Linked DNA regions of Sus scrofa: regions 2, 3, 4 and 5 are each linked to region 1. A link is a contact called in public HiChIP or PLAC-seq data. All regions are on one chromosome and are shown on one strand. Each heading gives the region's core, a stretch centred on a gene start, on an enhancer-like site or on the middle of the called end of the contact. The rest is flanking DNA. Distances are from core to core; before and after follow the strand shown. Region 1 holds the start of HBP1 (HMG-box transcription factor 1). Region 2 holds the start of CBLL1 (E3 ubiquitin-protein ligase Hakai). Region 3 holds the start of BCAP29 (B-cell receptor-associated protein 29). Region 4 holds the start of DUS4L (tRNA-dihydrouridine(20a/20b) synthase [NAD(P)+]-like). Region 5 holds the start of PIK3CG (phosphatidylinositol-4,5-bisphosphate 3-kinase catalytic subunit gamma).

Region 1 (2,543 bases), core at 18-2,517:
GGACTGTGGTGGACCGCCTTGTTTAAAGTGAAGGTAACTATAAAGCCAGAGAAGTCATCCTCCTCCTCGGCTGAGTCAGAGCATTAGTAACTTAAGGAGGAACTCTGATGGACACGAAGTGGGAAGTCATTCATCTTTCATCAATGGGAAGCCCTCTGGAGAGGAAAAATGGTTAACAAAAACTCACCGCAGAAACTTAGAAAATGATTTACAAAATAAATCACTTTGTCATACATTATAGCCCCCTCTATATTACCTTAAACCACCCTCAAGCGGTTCAATACGCAAAACACCGCTTTGATTTCGCTCAATACCAAAGTCAACAGCAAATCGCCCCCACTTCCGGCCCCTTAGACCTCTGTAAATTCTCCAGACTCTGAGCTTCTCTCTTTCTGTTCATCTCCAAGCCTCTCAGTGCCTGGCACGTAGCCGGCATTCAACAAATCTTGAGAGAACTGAACAGAGTTGGCAGAGAAGCCTCAAGCTGCTGTCCCGAGAGTGGTGAGGCTAGGCGCGTTGTAAAGGAAGGCTGTCCTCCGACTGGAGCTCAGCACCGTCTTTATTATCCTCATCAAGCCTGGGGCCGTGATTTGTGGGTGACTGGGTCCCTCGCTATGCTGCACTGCTTCCGCTTGTGCAGTCATCTCCTTCCCTTCTCTCTAAAACAATACCTTGGCCTCCTGCCAAACTTTGAGCCGCGAGCGACTCTGGCTGTTTATGGCCCGGAATGGGTGCTGCGAGAGACGTGAAGCTGCTTTGAGTGCTAGGAAAGGCCCAAAGGAAGGGAAGAGGCCAAAGCTTTGAAACACTCCCTTCCTCCGCCCCCTCCCTTTTGTCCCAGACAGCAAAACAAACGAGCTGATACACGTGTCCCTATGACTCTTGTTTACTATCAAGACCGCACTCTGCAGGCGGTCTTGGGAACTGTAGTCCAACGTTCCTCCGACCTGCAGGTTCCGAGAGGCATGAAACTAGGATGAGACTACGAACCCACAATCCTTTTCGGGTGCAAAGTTTGGCTCGCGTCCCGGGAGTCTCGGCAGCAATCCAATCCGAAGCGCTCATCGTAGTGATTGACACACCATCTTCTCCAGTGAACACAACACAAAAGTCAATACAAGCCCGCCCCGCGAGAAGGACCACGGTATCACCCAATGGGAAAGGGAAATGGTCGAATGGCAGTTCCTCAGACCAATAATAGGGCGAAGGAGCTGCTCGGAGGCCCAACCCCCGGGGGGTTGAGGGGAGGGGGAAGACGAAGCTTGAAAGACTTGGTAATGGCGACGGGTTTGGTAAGTAGGAAAGTTTCGGTTGAGAACTAAGAGCGGCGGCGGGAGCGGTAACGCGTGCCAGGGAGGCCGTCGTCAGTCGGAGAGGGAGTATGGGAGCTGCCTGTGGTGCTGTCGCGGCCAGGGGGGCCCGAGCCAGGGCTGCCTGCACTCCGCGACGGGTTTGTTGTCTTTCTGTTCGGGAAGGGGTGGGGGTGGGGAAGGGAGGGGCAGGATCCCGAGGGGATCCGGCCGCCGGGCAGGCTTGGGTTCGCGCTCCTCTTCCTCATGGTGGGAGCAGTTAACCGACCGATACTTGCCCGTGGCGAACCCCCTGGAGTGGCGCCTCCCGCGAGCTCACCTGAGCTTCGCGGCCAGCGGGGGTCTCGGGACTGAGGCTGGGAGGCGTTGGCGAGGATGACGCCCCGGGCCGGGTTGCGCGGTGGGTGGCCGGGCCGGGTGGGAAGATGGGGCAGGCCTAGGCGGGGGAAGGGGCCTGACGCGGCAGCGGGGCTGCCCAAGAAAGTTTGACCTCAACTTCTCGCGTGTGGGCGGGGGGTCGGAGGTTGGCCTGGGTGGGCAGCTGGCCGGGGGTGGGGGACTCTAGTGAGGCGCCGCCTCTTTCGGGCAGAGAGGGGCTTTGGGACGAGCTGGGAAGCTCGCGGAGCTGCTGGGCCCCGGAGCTCATTGTTACGCAGTTCGAATGAATGGGCTCCGTGGCGCCTGCGCGGTGGGGCTGAGCCGAGGGGAAAAACAAGCCTGGAGTCCAGGCTGCGGTCACATGATGGGGGGAGGGGAGGGAACGCGATGAATGGCGAAAGAGGGTGGGGGATGGACTTGGCGTGAACCTGGAGGCTGTGCCTCCGTTTGACCCGGAGCCGAGGTTTGGCAGGAGATTCCAGTCTTCTCCTTCCAACCTATGCTGCTGCCCCAGGCAGATTAAAACAAAACAAAAAAGAATCCAGGCGAAATCGGCAGCCGGGGCCGGGTTTTTGTGGTTTCTTTAAACGCTACTTGCTGTTAGGGGATTTTACTCGCCGTTGGGCATTCTTCACCTTCTGGAGTTCATTCTTTAGGAGTTTTCGGCAACAACCTTCTGTAAAAGAAGCGCTGAATGCGGGGATGTATTCTAGAGCCTTTAGCTCTGGGAGCCACTGATACTAAGGGAGGACGATAGGGAGTTGTGTTTATATTCGGAAGTGTTGAGTTCCACCAACAATTCCGACTAAGTGGTTTATATTTATTTCCCTCTAATTAGCAGCGAATGATTCCATC
Region 2 (2,543 bases), core at 29-2,528, 490 kb after region 1:
ATAGCTCTGAATCAACCCCAGCCTGGGAACTTCCATGTGCTGCCAGTGTGGCCTTAAAAAAAAAAAAAAAAAAAAAAAAATTCTGTGTGCTCTCCCACATGTTGTACTGTTTCCAACAATAAACTTTATACCTTTAAAATCTCTGCTTTCAACAAGGAGCAAGAATCAGGGCAATTCTGCTTTCAGCCTCTGCTAGTCTAGTGGCTGGGATTCCCGGTTTTCATCCAGGCTGCCCAGGTTCAATTCCTGAGCGGAGAATTAAAGATTTTGCTCCAAGCCATCACTCACTGCTGTCTCCATGAGATCAAAAGTACTTCTCTAAAAGATCAATACGATAATCTCTGATCTAGGAACTCTGGCATTGAAAGCCTGAATAACACGAGGTAATGCTGTCGTCACCCAGAGACAACAAGAATAGAACCCAAATCCCTGGACTCCCAGCTTGTGTTTTCCACTAATTGCACTCCTTTCTACTCATCCAAGACCGTCAAGTGTGAAAGGGTGGAGAAGGGAGTGAACACAGATGCGCCAGGGCCTGGAAGTGGAGACCCAACTGAAGGCCCTCAGGAATCCCTCTTGGGCACCTGCCTTTTGTTTCAGCTGAGGACGATGAAAGCGGCAGCAACCACGAACCCCCGGGACCAAGAACTGGAACTAGGTACTGCCCATGCTGCTATCTCTTCCTCATTTAAGCCTTTCCTCTTTCACCTCTCCCCTACGGCCAGCCCTAACATGCTCTCCTCACCCTCAGCTCCACCATGCACTTGAGTCCCCGCTTTCCTCTAACAAGAAGCGGCTGCATGGCACCTGCCCTCCAGCTGGCCCTGCATCCAGTCCTTAGGCGGGATGTTCGGAGGGATCCTAGCCCCACAAGCGTTCTGCCTAGAAAATGAATGCTCATCAAGCGTTAGAAATGGGTGGGAATCAGGGCTGATACTCAAGTCAGCTCTGCGTGGATCTCTGCAGTTCTTCACGACAAAGCAAAATGTAGACAGTAAGCATAGAGCCTTTCTTGCTTTGCTGAGAGCCTCACACAGCTCCACCTTCCCCCGGGCATCCTCCCACTGGAGAACGCCTTGCGCAGAGCTCGTGTTTACAGTTTTCCTGGCCGTGGGGGAGGAGACCTCCGCTCGCGGACTCAGGGGGATTCCAAACCGTTACTCCGCCCGCCGGGGTGGGGCCAGCCTAACGGCCGAGCCTGCGCAGTGGGCCCGGCCGGCTCCAGTGTCGCGGCGCACTACATATCCCAGAAGGCAAAGCTCTGCGGAGCGGGCGGCCGCTTTACCTGCCGCGAGCTTAGTTCTGTGGCTACTGCTGCTCCCCTCCTCCTAGGTTCCGGTCGGTCTCCATTCCACAGTTAAAGGCTACTCCCTCTTGAAGCACATGAGAGGAAGCTTTAGCAGTCTCGACAGTGTAGCCTTTCGCGTACTCGCTCTTTCTCTCTCGCTCTGCCTGAACTATGCCTGACTCTCTCACCGGAGTCGGCTAGCCAAGGAGAGAGGAAGACGTCTTTAAGGGCCCCAGCCTGGGCGAGCTGGTCGCACTTCCGCCTCTCGGGCTCCGGAAGGTAGCGCGCACGCGCTCCCTGCGACTCCGGCGCCGTTGACTTCCGCTCCCACTGTGCCCCGCGAGCCGAATCATGGATCACACTGGTAAGGAGGCGGAGGCAGTGGGGGTCCCGGTTCCATGCCCCCTTGGCCGGCCTGGGACTGGTCGCCCAGCCGGCATAGAGGGGTTACGCTCGCCCCACAGCACTGAGGTGTCGCGGGGAAAAAGAAATCTCACAGACCCTTTTCCGTGTCCGGCCAGGGCCTGCTACTTCCCGGCCTACCCTCCGGTGTGGTACCTACAGCCTCAGTGCCGGCAACAGCCGTTCCTTTTCTGTTTCTGCTAAGCTCCGAGCTGGGACAGCGGGCGGCGCAGGCCACGCGGGGAGGAGAGAGCGCCGGCTCTTTTTTTCCTCATTCTGGGTGCCGTGCCCTACGTTATGGGGACTGGCGGGTAGATTCCAATCTCGGAGTCGGGGAAGCCTCATTGAACTGGGAGTCGTTGCGCGAGAGTGGATTGGAGACTTCCTGCTGTCTCAGTCAGCTTTGGGCGGGTGCTGCGGTGGTCACCGCTTGGTCTTTCATGGACTAGAGGTGGGAGAAGGGAGTCGGATATGGTTTTCGGAATCATACCGGGAGCAGCTTTTCTGCTTAAGCCAAAAGCGTGCCCCGCTCTTCGGCTGTGGTCCTTAACCATCAATCTTGAGCTTAAAATCAAGATACTCTCATCCTTTTCTCCAAGTAAGAATGGCTCCACTCTTTGTTGTGTGTCTTTTGGCTTTTGCTTCCTTGTGTTTTTTGGATATTGAATGAGTACCTTTGGAGTTAGACACTGCTCCGTATGGTTATATCTAGGCTTAGAGAAGGCTTTTTCCAGTATTAACTATTAGTCGGGATGTCCTCTGTCATCAGCTACCTACTTAATTTTGTACGTGTATCTTACACACACTCTTCAAGGCCTGAAGATGGAATGGTAAACAAGATACACTGAGTCTA
Region 3 (2,543 bases), core at 17-2,516, 330 kb after region 1:
TTAACATAAGCACTGTGTTGCCATTTTTTAGGCACATTCTTTGCTCTCATTTCTGTTTATTTTTAAATTACTCAATGAATTTTATTACATTTATAGTTGTACAGCGATAATCACAACCAAATTTTATAAAATTAGCGGGATTTTTTAAGGATAACCGGCTTTTTCATTAAATGTAAATAGTGTATAAGCAAATAGGAAGCTGTAGTCAAAACTTAAGTCATTTTTTATGTTTGCAAATACTTCAGTGTTGTGAGAACAACAGCGTAATTAAAGGGCACAGCTTTTCCAAGGAACCGGTGTAGAAAGGCAAGGAGTCTAAACGAATTTTTTTTTAAGTTCCTCATGGTTAATTTTGTGTTGTAAATTTCGTTTCTATGTAATCAAGTATATTTGTGAGAAGAAAAAGCACTGACTTAAATGTGGTCTTTTTGTATTCAATAACCACCCCCCTTTATTTTCATCGTTTCTTTAACGTTCTCAAAACAATTGTCTCTAGCATAATACCTTTCATGTGCGTTAATAACAGGTTAATACTGGGGAGAACCGTTAATAACTTGAGTATATTCACGCAATTTGAAAGCCCGTAAAATAGTAATTGGAAGAATAAACCCATACCCACATTGTTTTCCTTTCCTGTCAGTCCCCAAACATCACCCTATAATGTATTTCCTCTTCCCAGCCATTGAACAAGAGCAGAAAACGTTACACGAAGTGTGTTTTGACGCTACATTCTTAGAAGAAAATGCGGCCCAACTACCCAATCAAATTACTTTGCTGTTTTAACATGGCCTAACTCGGGACCATGAAACTACCTATGGCAAAATACGAACCAGGAAAGGGGAGCGTTTTAGACGCGTCCCCTGAACTAGCGGCACCCTCACCAGTGCTCCCGCTCAGGCGCCTTGCCCCAAGCTCTTTCCGAACGTCGGTTAACCGCACCCCTACCACGGAAACAGAAATTTTAAGTTGGCTCTCGCGCATAAGTTGTAGTTGGGAGCCCCAAGCACGGGATCGAAGAGTCAGTCACCCACGAACTCCACCACCAATTAGAAAACAATTATTGCTAATTATCGTGTTCGCACCTCCAACCTCGGTCGGCGGGGGCGGGGACCCAGGCCCCAGCGGGGAGAGGGAGCGGGCGGCTCGGCGGCCGGGGCTGGGGGCCGGGTCAGGGTGGGGCGCGCCCCGCTCCCCTCCCCCCGCTGCGGCGTGTGACGTCCCTCGCGTCGGCGGCCGCGGAGCAGCGCGGGCAGCCGGGCGGCGGCTGGCGGGGTAAGGCCCGGCGGGGGCCCCGGGGGCCGCGGTGCCCGAGGCGGCGTGGAGCGCGGGGTCGCGCCACTCCCCCCCGCGCGGTTGGGCCACGGGCCTGGTCTTGCCCCCGGCGCGTTCGCGGAGCGGGAGGGCCCCCAGGGCGCGGGCGTTAGCGGAGGGTGCGTTAGGCTGCTGACGCCGCCAAGGTGGACGGGAAGCACGGCCGCGGCGCAGCCAGGGCTCCCGGGCCGGTTCTGCACAGCTGCCGGGGAGGTGGAGACCCGGCCTCCAGGCCCATCCTTGTCCTGCTCCCTCCCCTCTGGCCCCGCGGCGGATCACCGCCGGGCGCCTCCGGTTTAGGGGAAGGTCGGACGGCGGCGGGGAGGGAGCATTGTTCCCCGGGGGCTTGGCCTTTAACCCAGAAAGGCGGCAGAGTAAAATAAAATGTTTTCTCTATTTAGGTGTGAAGAAAAAAAATGACACTTCAGTGGGCGGCTGTTGCGACTTTTCTTTACGCTGAAATAGGACTCATTTTAATCTTCTGTCTACCTTTTATTCCTCCTCAGAGGTAGGAAACCTCCAAATCCTTACAATAATCAATTTACCATTACCTCTTTAGGTGGTTTAGTGTGTCGTGGAAAAATTTTCAGATTAAGAGTTTAAGTGATTATATAAAAGGTGCTTTTAAGATAAACTCACACACCAATTAGGTAATGTATAATAACCATATTAAAATATCACTTTATATAAAAGTTATATGTACACATAACTCCATTCTAAAAGGAAAAGGGCGTAGGCCTTCTGGTTCTGTTGATTAATAGATGTAATAAAGCACTAGTCATACTTTTGACACCTGCCTTGTCACATCAGCTTTTACCTTTGTTTTATTGACCTGAATTAGAACTATGAACTCAATAAAAGTAAATGGTAAATGATGTTTCCAGGACAGCATGGATGCAGAAGTGGTTTCACTGGGACAGTGGAATGACGATTTGAAACTTAAGCTTAGGAGTTCTGTTGTGGCTTAGCTGGTTAAGAACCCCACTGGTGTCCATGAGGATGTAGGTTCCATCCTTGATCGCTCAGTGGGTTAAGAATCCGCCTTTGCTGTGAGCTGTGGTCTCAGAGTTGGCTAGGATCTGGGATCTGATAGTGGTGCAGCTGCAACTCTGATTCAACCCCTAGCCTGGGAACTTCCATATGCCACAGGTGTAGCCCTGAAAAAAAAGAAAGAAAAGAAAGAAATTTAAGCCTATAAATGTTTCTTAGTTTTGGCCTCACTAGTTCATTAA
Region 4 (2,543 bases), core at 30-2,529, 310 kb after region 1:
CTTATCTTTATAGCTCTGTAAGACTATTTTCCCTACCAAAATGGTGAGCTAGAGGGTGGGAACTGCACAGAACTTGATTAAACTAAGTTTAAATTAATATACAAAGATGGATTAGCAATAGAGCCTAACCTAAAGAATCTAACGCAATCTAGTTCAGAAAACATCATTTGTTAATTCTGACAAAAGTATATAAATCATGAGGCAAGTCATTTAAGATCAATAATAATGTATACAACAGAGGAAACAAAATTTTTTGAACTTTATTCGTTCATTATTTTGGTCTACAAATGTGTGCATATCCTTCTTACTGAGATGTTCAATTTAAAACAAAATCACATATTCTGCACCTAATGTGTGCAACGTACTGTTGTTAAATCTGTAGAGTATAAAACGAGTTTTACAACGCAGTAGAAAAGATTAAGTACAGAAGTGATTTAAATACAAAGTAAACCGTGATGGAGGTTAGAGAAGAAAATTGAAAACAGATGAGAAGGATCTTAAAAACTTAAAACTTTATTCTGAAGGAAAACAGACTTGAAGCATGTTAACTTCAGTAACGCAGTTTTATGTGCTTCTCAAACGAACTATGTCTAACTTATTTCTAACAACTTCTGTCCAAAACTATCAATAAACCTGCTTGCTACATTCAAAACATTGTGAGTAATCCCAGCCTGATTAATGCTCCGAACCCTCCCCCACGTGTGGCTGTGGATAAATGCCCAGTAAAAAAACAAAGCCGAGCTTGAAGTTGGGCCACCTGTGTAGTCCAAGAATTCATTAACAGAGAGAATGTTTCCAACTTTACTTAAAAATGAGGGCCGCTTTCATTACGCGCTTATCTGTTCCATGTCTTACTGTTCAGGGAATAGGACACTTCAATCTTCGGTCAAGAATTGCGGTAGCAATGGGCCGCTGCGTATGGGAACTCCGAACATCAGCGAAGCCCCAAGCGCGTGGAGGGGAGACTTGAAATGAGGAGCTTCCATAAGTCCAGTATCCCCCAGGACACCTGGAAGCCAAGGGGACAGCAAGTCCCTGGGTAAAGAGGTTGGCAAGGCCAGCACCCAGACGCCAGGGGGCCGGGCGGAGGGGAGTGGTCAAGTAGAGACAGGAAAACTTTCTGCAAAGCGACGGCTCGAGTACACCACCCGGGCCCAGAGGCGGAAGAGAACAGCTCCCCAGACTCCCTGCCCGGCCAGACCCCAACTTCTTACCGTCCTGCAGAAGCTCCCTGACTGCCGCAGCAGCCGTTGCAGAGCCCAGAGCCTTAAAGCCAGCCCCAGCTACGCCGCCGTCACCTTCCATGTTGGCAGGTGCGGAGGTGATGGCGTCAACGGCGGCCCGCCCCGCCCAGGTGATGACGCAGAATCTCGGCGCCACCCGCTCCGCCCGGCCCGCGACTCCCCAGCGGCGTGGAGAATCAGCTGTGCGGCGCCCGCTGGGCGGATGCGGGCTGGGAATAGGGGACCCCAGAGCAGGTGGGTTCCGAGAGCCAGGCGCACGTGAGAAACCGAGATCCGGGGCCGCCGCTTTCCTCCGTCTGCTGCCGCGCTCCTGGGGCTGGCGGAGTTCCCTAGGCGGAAGAGAACTGAGCGCCGGAATGTGGCCGCAACACTTACCGCCAAAGCAAGTATTTAACCTAAGAGCAGGGGCGTATTGATGGAGGCAAGAGAAGAGAGCGGGGGTTTCTGGGAGTTTCGCTGCACAGCTGGTGGGAGTTAATAGCTACCCAGTTTTATCCGTAACGCGCCTTGATTGGCATTCTTGGGTAAAGGCAGGCGGGAAAAGCTTGGGGGGGAAAGTTGCCAGGGGGGAATAGTGGGGAGAATTAGGAGAGGTGAAAGTCATTGAAGTAGGAAGACTGAACCAGGAACAGACAAGTGGGACTCAACCTCTACCAACCCTTCCATCAGACGGTGACCTTACGCTTTATCTACCGCTTAGTTTCAGCCACGTGTTGTGAGCGACGCCAGACTTCTTGTTACAAATTGATGGATAGCTGTAAAATCATGTTAGTTCCCATTATATCTTCTCCATTGTTACATCTGCATTGTTGACCTCTCTTTGTCCCGCGATAAATGCTAATATGTTACCAGATCAACCACACATATGCAAGGAGGTTAAGCATTACTTCGTGAAAAGAAACATTAACTTTCTCTTTGTATATAGTATGTATACAGGGAATCGGCTTTTCCCAGCTCTAGAGCTAAAGGTTCTCTTGATTCTAACAGAATTTAGAGAATGTGTGGTAATAATACTTCTGCCAAAAGCTGTACGAACTACTGCATAAGCCTAAAAGCTTTAAGTACTCATAACAACTCAAGTAAGCAAATAGTTGTGCACTGCTTTAAGCTTTCTCTTGACTTTGTTTCAGAGGTTTTTCCCTAAATAATTTGTTTGATCTCAAGCATGTTGTGAATAAGATTGATTGTTCTGAATAGAGGTTATTCAGATTGCCAAGGGCAGTGTGCTCAGACTCACATAAGTTTCATATTCTGTATACACAAAATTTGGCTTTAATAATATTTGAATATTAACAATGA
Region 5 (2,543 bases), core at 16-2,515, 260 kb before region 1:
CCCTCAACCAACCAAAGAAGGCCAACTTTGAGGCTTCCCAAGCTGCCAGGTTCCTAAGGGAGTATTCCGACAAAGGGATGCACTTTGGGAAGCTGATAAGATCCCTCTAAAGATGTGGGAGGCAACCTTTGAGTTAAATAGTTTGCCAGCTGATGTCAGCTACTACAGCACCACGGGTGGAAGCCAAGATCCACAGGGCCAATGTGAAAGGAAGTAGATGGGATGGAGCAAATATTTCTCTCCGTGTCAGAGTAACTGAGAGTAACTCTTCACTCTCCATCTCCAAGAAACCTATTCTGTCTGTTGTCTGTGGGGCTCCCCTGGAGTCCATGAGAGCCTAGGTTGGAGGAAGAAGCGAGGAAACTCTGGGATGGAGGAGAGGATCTAGAAGGAGTTCGAGGTCACCTGGAAGAGACAGAGCTGCTGTAAAAATGATGTACGATGGACTTTCTATGAATTCTCCATGCCCCTGGGAATTGGAGGCCATCTCCACCAACTCTAGCTGGTGGTGTGGCTGCATTCACCTCTATAGCATTTAGCAACCTCCTTCTATTTGTCTGCAGTTAATCTTTGCTGTCAGTAAGTCTCCACTACACACACACACACACACACAGAGTACTTTCAGTCTGAGCCAGTGATATTTTGGAGCCTGAATGCTGTGCAAAAAAATAGAGAACTGTCTCACCCAGCTAAGGAAGTGAACTTCCAGATCTCGTCTTTGAAAATGTTCCCTTGATAACTCAGTCCCCTACATCAACAAGTTTCTCTTCCCCCAGCCCTCAGCTACAGGGTACGGCCAAGGGGTCATTTGCATTCCCAAGAGGGAAAATTACTTGAATGGGCTTTGCAGGTTTAATTTGGCTCTTTAAACTCTTCCCACCAGGCTGTTTCTCTAATATTGTGGCTCTGAGGCCTTTTCTTCTCCCGAGAACTAGCTAGAAAAATAGTTCGTGTGTTTATACCTTCCGAATTATTTTTCGTTTGGATCTAGGTCATTGCAATTCATTTCCACTCTCTCGCCACTTTTAAAGAAATGGGTCCGAGGAGTAAAAAGTAGACAGAGTCAACAGTGCTCCCGTTTGTGCTTCTCTCTGTGTGTGCGCCTTAACAGGAAATGCATTTCTGACACTTTTAAAATGAGCAATCGCACGTATAATCAACTTGGTTAAAACTTCCTTCCTGGTAACTGCAACACTTCCTCTGCATCTGGATATGAAGGGAGACCCAGAAAAGCGGAAGAGTTTAGAAGCCTACTGGGTAGCTCTGAATTTGTTTTGTTTTCAGAAATTAAACAAATGATCCTTCAGCATCATCACCTCCGCTGCTTTATCAGGTATTACTTGCTTCTATTTTTGCCCTTTGTTGGGTCTGACTCGGAATAGTGACACTTCCTTCTGAGCTAGAATGTTTTTATCTGGACCTGTTGTTCTTCTGATGATACTGCCACTGAATGTCTCTGTTTCATTGTCTCGTCCAACCTGTGTGTGTGCATGTCCACGGGGTTCCGGCGATAGCTTTGCAGGTGCATCGGTCCTGTTTTGTTTTTGTTTGGGAGGAAGAGGGAGGGTGTGGGGGCCTAGTGCCAGCCAGCCTTCAGGTTCTTACAAGTACGTGCTTCGCGAATGTGGTACTTCTAACATCGTCTCGTAAAAAGAGAAAGCTTCATAGCCTCAACCATGAAGGAAAGCAGTGAGTATTTAGCCAGCCTGTTTTCATCTGCATCTCATATCTGGTAAGACTGTTTGATATTACCGAGGCAGAAGTGATTGCTGAGCATTTGCATGTTGCATAAATTTAGACCCATTTTAAGTTAGTGCCAACATTAACAGATCTTACAGTTCCCTTCTTTGTTCTACAATGCGGCAAAAGACCAAAGAGTGAAGGTTTTAAGGGGCAAGGGACAGTTCTTTGGGACAGTTGATTTCATGTATTTACTAGGTGTAACTTCAGAATTTTTTAAGTGAGAGAAGTTTTTAAAAGTAAGTTTAAGCCAAGATTTGAACAGAAGTTTGCATCTAATGAAACCTGTCTTTCTTATATTTTATTCAACTCTTCTTTTTGCTGTATATCAAATGCTCCACTATTTCTTAAGGAAATAAGTAGTTGTGATTTTCACTAACACTGGTCCTTTAAGAAGTATAATATTTTCTGAAACATTAATTTTTGTTTCAATAGTTGATTCTTATTTAGAATATCTTACAAAATATTAAAGGATACTAAATATTAAAGTAAAAATACCATACTCATTTCAATTTTGCCAAGGGGGAGGGAGTGGGCTGGTTGAGGAGCTTGGGGTTAATAGATACAAACTATTGCCTTTGGAATGGATCAGCAATGAGATCCTGCTGTGTAGCACTGGAAACTCTGTCTAGTCACTTATGATGGCGCCTGATAATGTGCAAAAATAGAATGCGTACATGTATGTGTAACTGGGTCACCATGCTGTACATTAGGAAAAAAAATCTTATTGGGGAAATAACTTAAAAAAATTAATAACAAAAATAATATGTTTAGCATTTCGATCATTTTTGAAGAGTTTATTA

What was found. HiChIP or PLAC-seq counts read pairs in DNA pulled down with a chosen protein or histone mark.
Region 2: an H3K27ac HiChIP or PLAC-seq map of alveolar macrophages shows a contact between it and region 1. The contact joins the promoter of CBLL1 here to the promoter of HBP1 in region 1. A contact is called at or near these places in 3 of 5 promoter capture datasets (fetal liver, fetal skeletal muscle and liver) and 2 of 2 datasets of contacts at active chromatin or transcription factors (alveolar macrophages and skeletal muscle).
Region 3: an H3K27ac HiChIP or PLAC-seq map of alveolar macrophages shows a contact between it and region 1. The contact joins the promoter of BCAP29 here to the promoter of HBP1 in region 1. A contact is called at or near these places in 2 of 2 datasets of contacts at active chromatin or transcription factors (alveolar macrophages and skeletal muscle).
Region 4: an H3K27ac HiChIP or PLAC-seq map of alveolar macrophages shows a contact between it and region 1. The contact joins the promoter of DUS4L here to the promoter of HBP1 in region 1. A contact is called at or near these places in 2 of 2 datasets of contacts at active chromatin or transcription factors (alveolar macrophages and skeletal muscle).
Region 5: an H3K27ac HiChIP or PLAC-seq map of alveolar macrophages shows a contact between it and region 1, with 4 times the contacts expected there. The contact joins the promoter of PIK3CG here to the promoter of HBP1 in region 1. A contact is called at or near these places in 1 of 5 promoter capture datasets (liver), 2 of 47 Hi-C or Micro-C datasets (epiblast stem cells and heart right ventricle) and 2 of 2 datasets of contacts at active chromatin or transcription factors (alveolar macrophages and skeletal muscle).

The regions. Positions count from the first base shown.
Region 1 is chr9:106,964,793-106,967,335 of Sscrofa11.1, forward strand. HBP1 (HMG-box transcription factor 1) reads left to right here and starts at 1,268. Exons shown (of 11, transcript NM_001244264.1): 1 at 1,268-1,292. The coding sequence starts at 1,278. It overlaps LOC110262252 (a long non-coding RNA gene), which reads right to left and starts at 1,010. Exons shown (of 2, transcript XR_002347084.1): 1 at 672-1,010.
Region 2 is chr9:107,454,983-107,457,525 of Sscrofa11.1, forward strand. It overlaps CBLL1 (E3 ubiquitin-protein ligase Hakai), which reads left to right and starts at 1,279. Exons shown (of 6, transcript XM_003357515.4): 1 at 1,279-1,652. The coding sequence starts at 1,640.
Region 3 is chr9:107,291,077-107,293,619 of Sscrofa11.1, forward strand. It overlaps BCAP29 (B-cell receptor-associated protein 29), which reads left to right and starts at 1,267. Exons shown (of 8, transcript XM_021102603.1): 1 at 1,267-1,617; 2 at 1,713-1,819. The coding sequence starts at 1,728. DUS4L (tRNA-dihydrouridine(20a/20b) synthase [NAD(P)+]-like) reads left to right here. Exons shown (of 7, transcript XM_021102600.1): 7 at 1-418.
Region 4 is chr9:107,272,292-107,274,834 of Sscrofa11.1, forward strand. DUS4L (tRNA-dihydrouridine(20a/20b) synthase [NAD(P)+]-like) reads left to right here and starts at 1,280. Exons shown (of 7, transcript XM_021102600.1): 1 at 1,280-1,478. The coding sequence starts at 1,304. It overlaps COG5 (conserved oligomeric Golgi complex subunit 5), which reads right to left and starts at 1,598. Exons shown (of 22, transcript XM_021102595.1): 1 at 1,215-1,598. The coding sequence starts at 1,305.
Region 5 is chr9:106,703,807-106,706,349 of Sscrofa11.1, forward strand. It overlaps PIK3CG (phosphatidylinositol-4,5-bisphosphate 3-kinase catalytic subunit gamma), which reads left to right and starts at 1,266. Exons shown (of 11, transcript NM_213939.1): 1 at 1,266-1,333.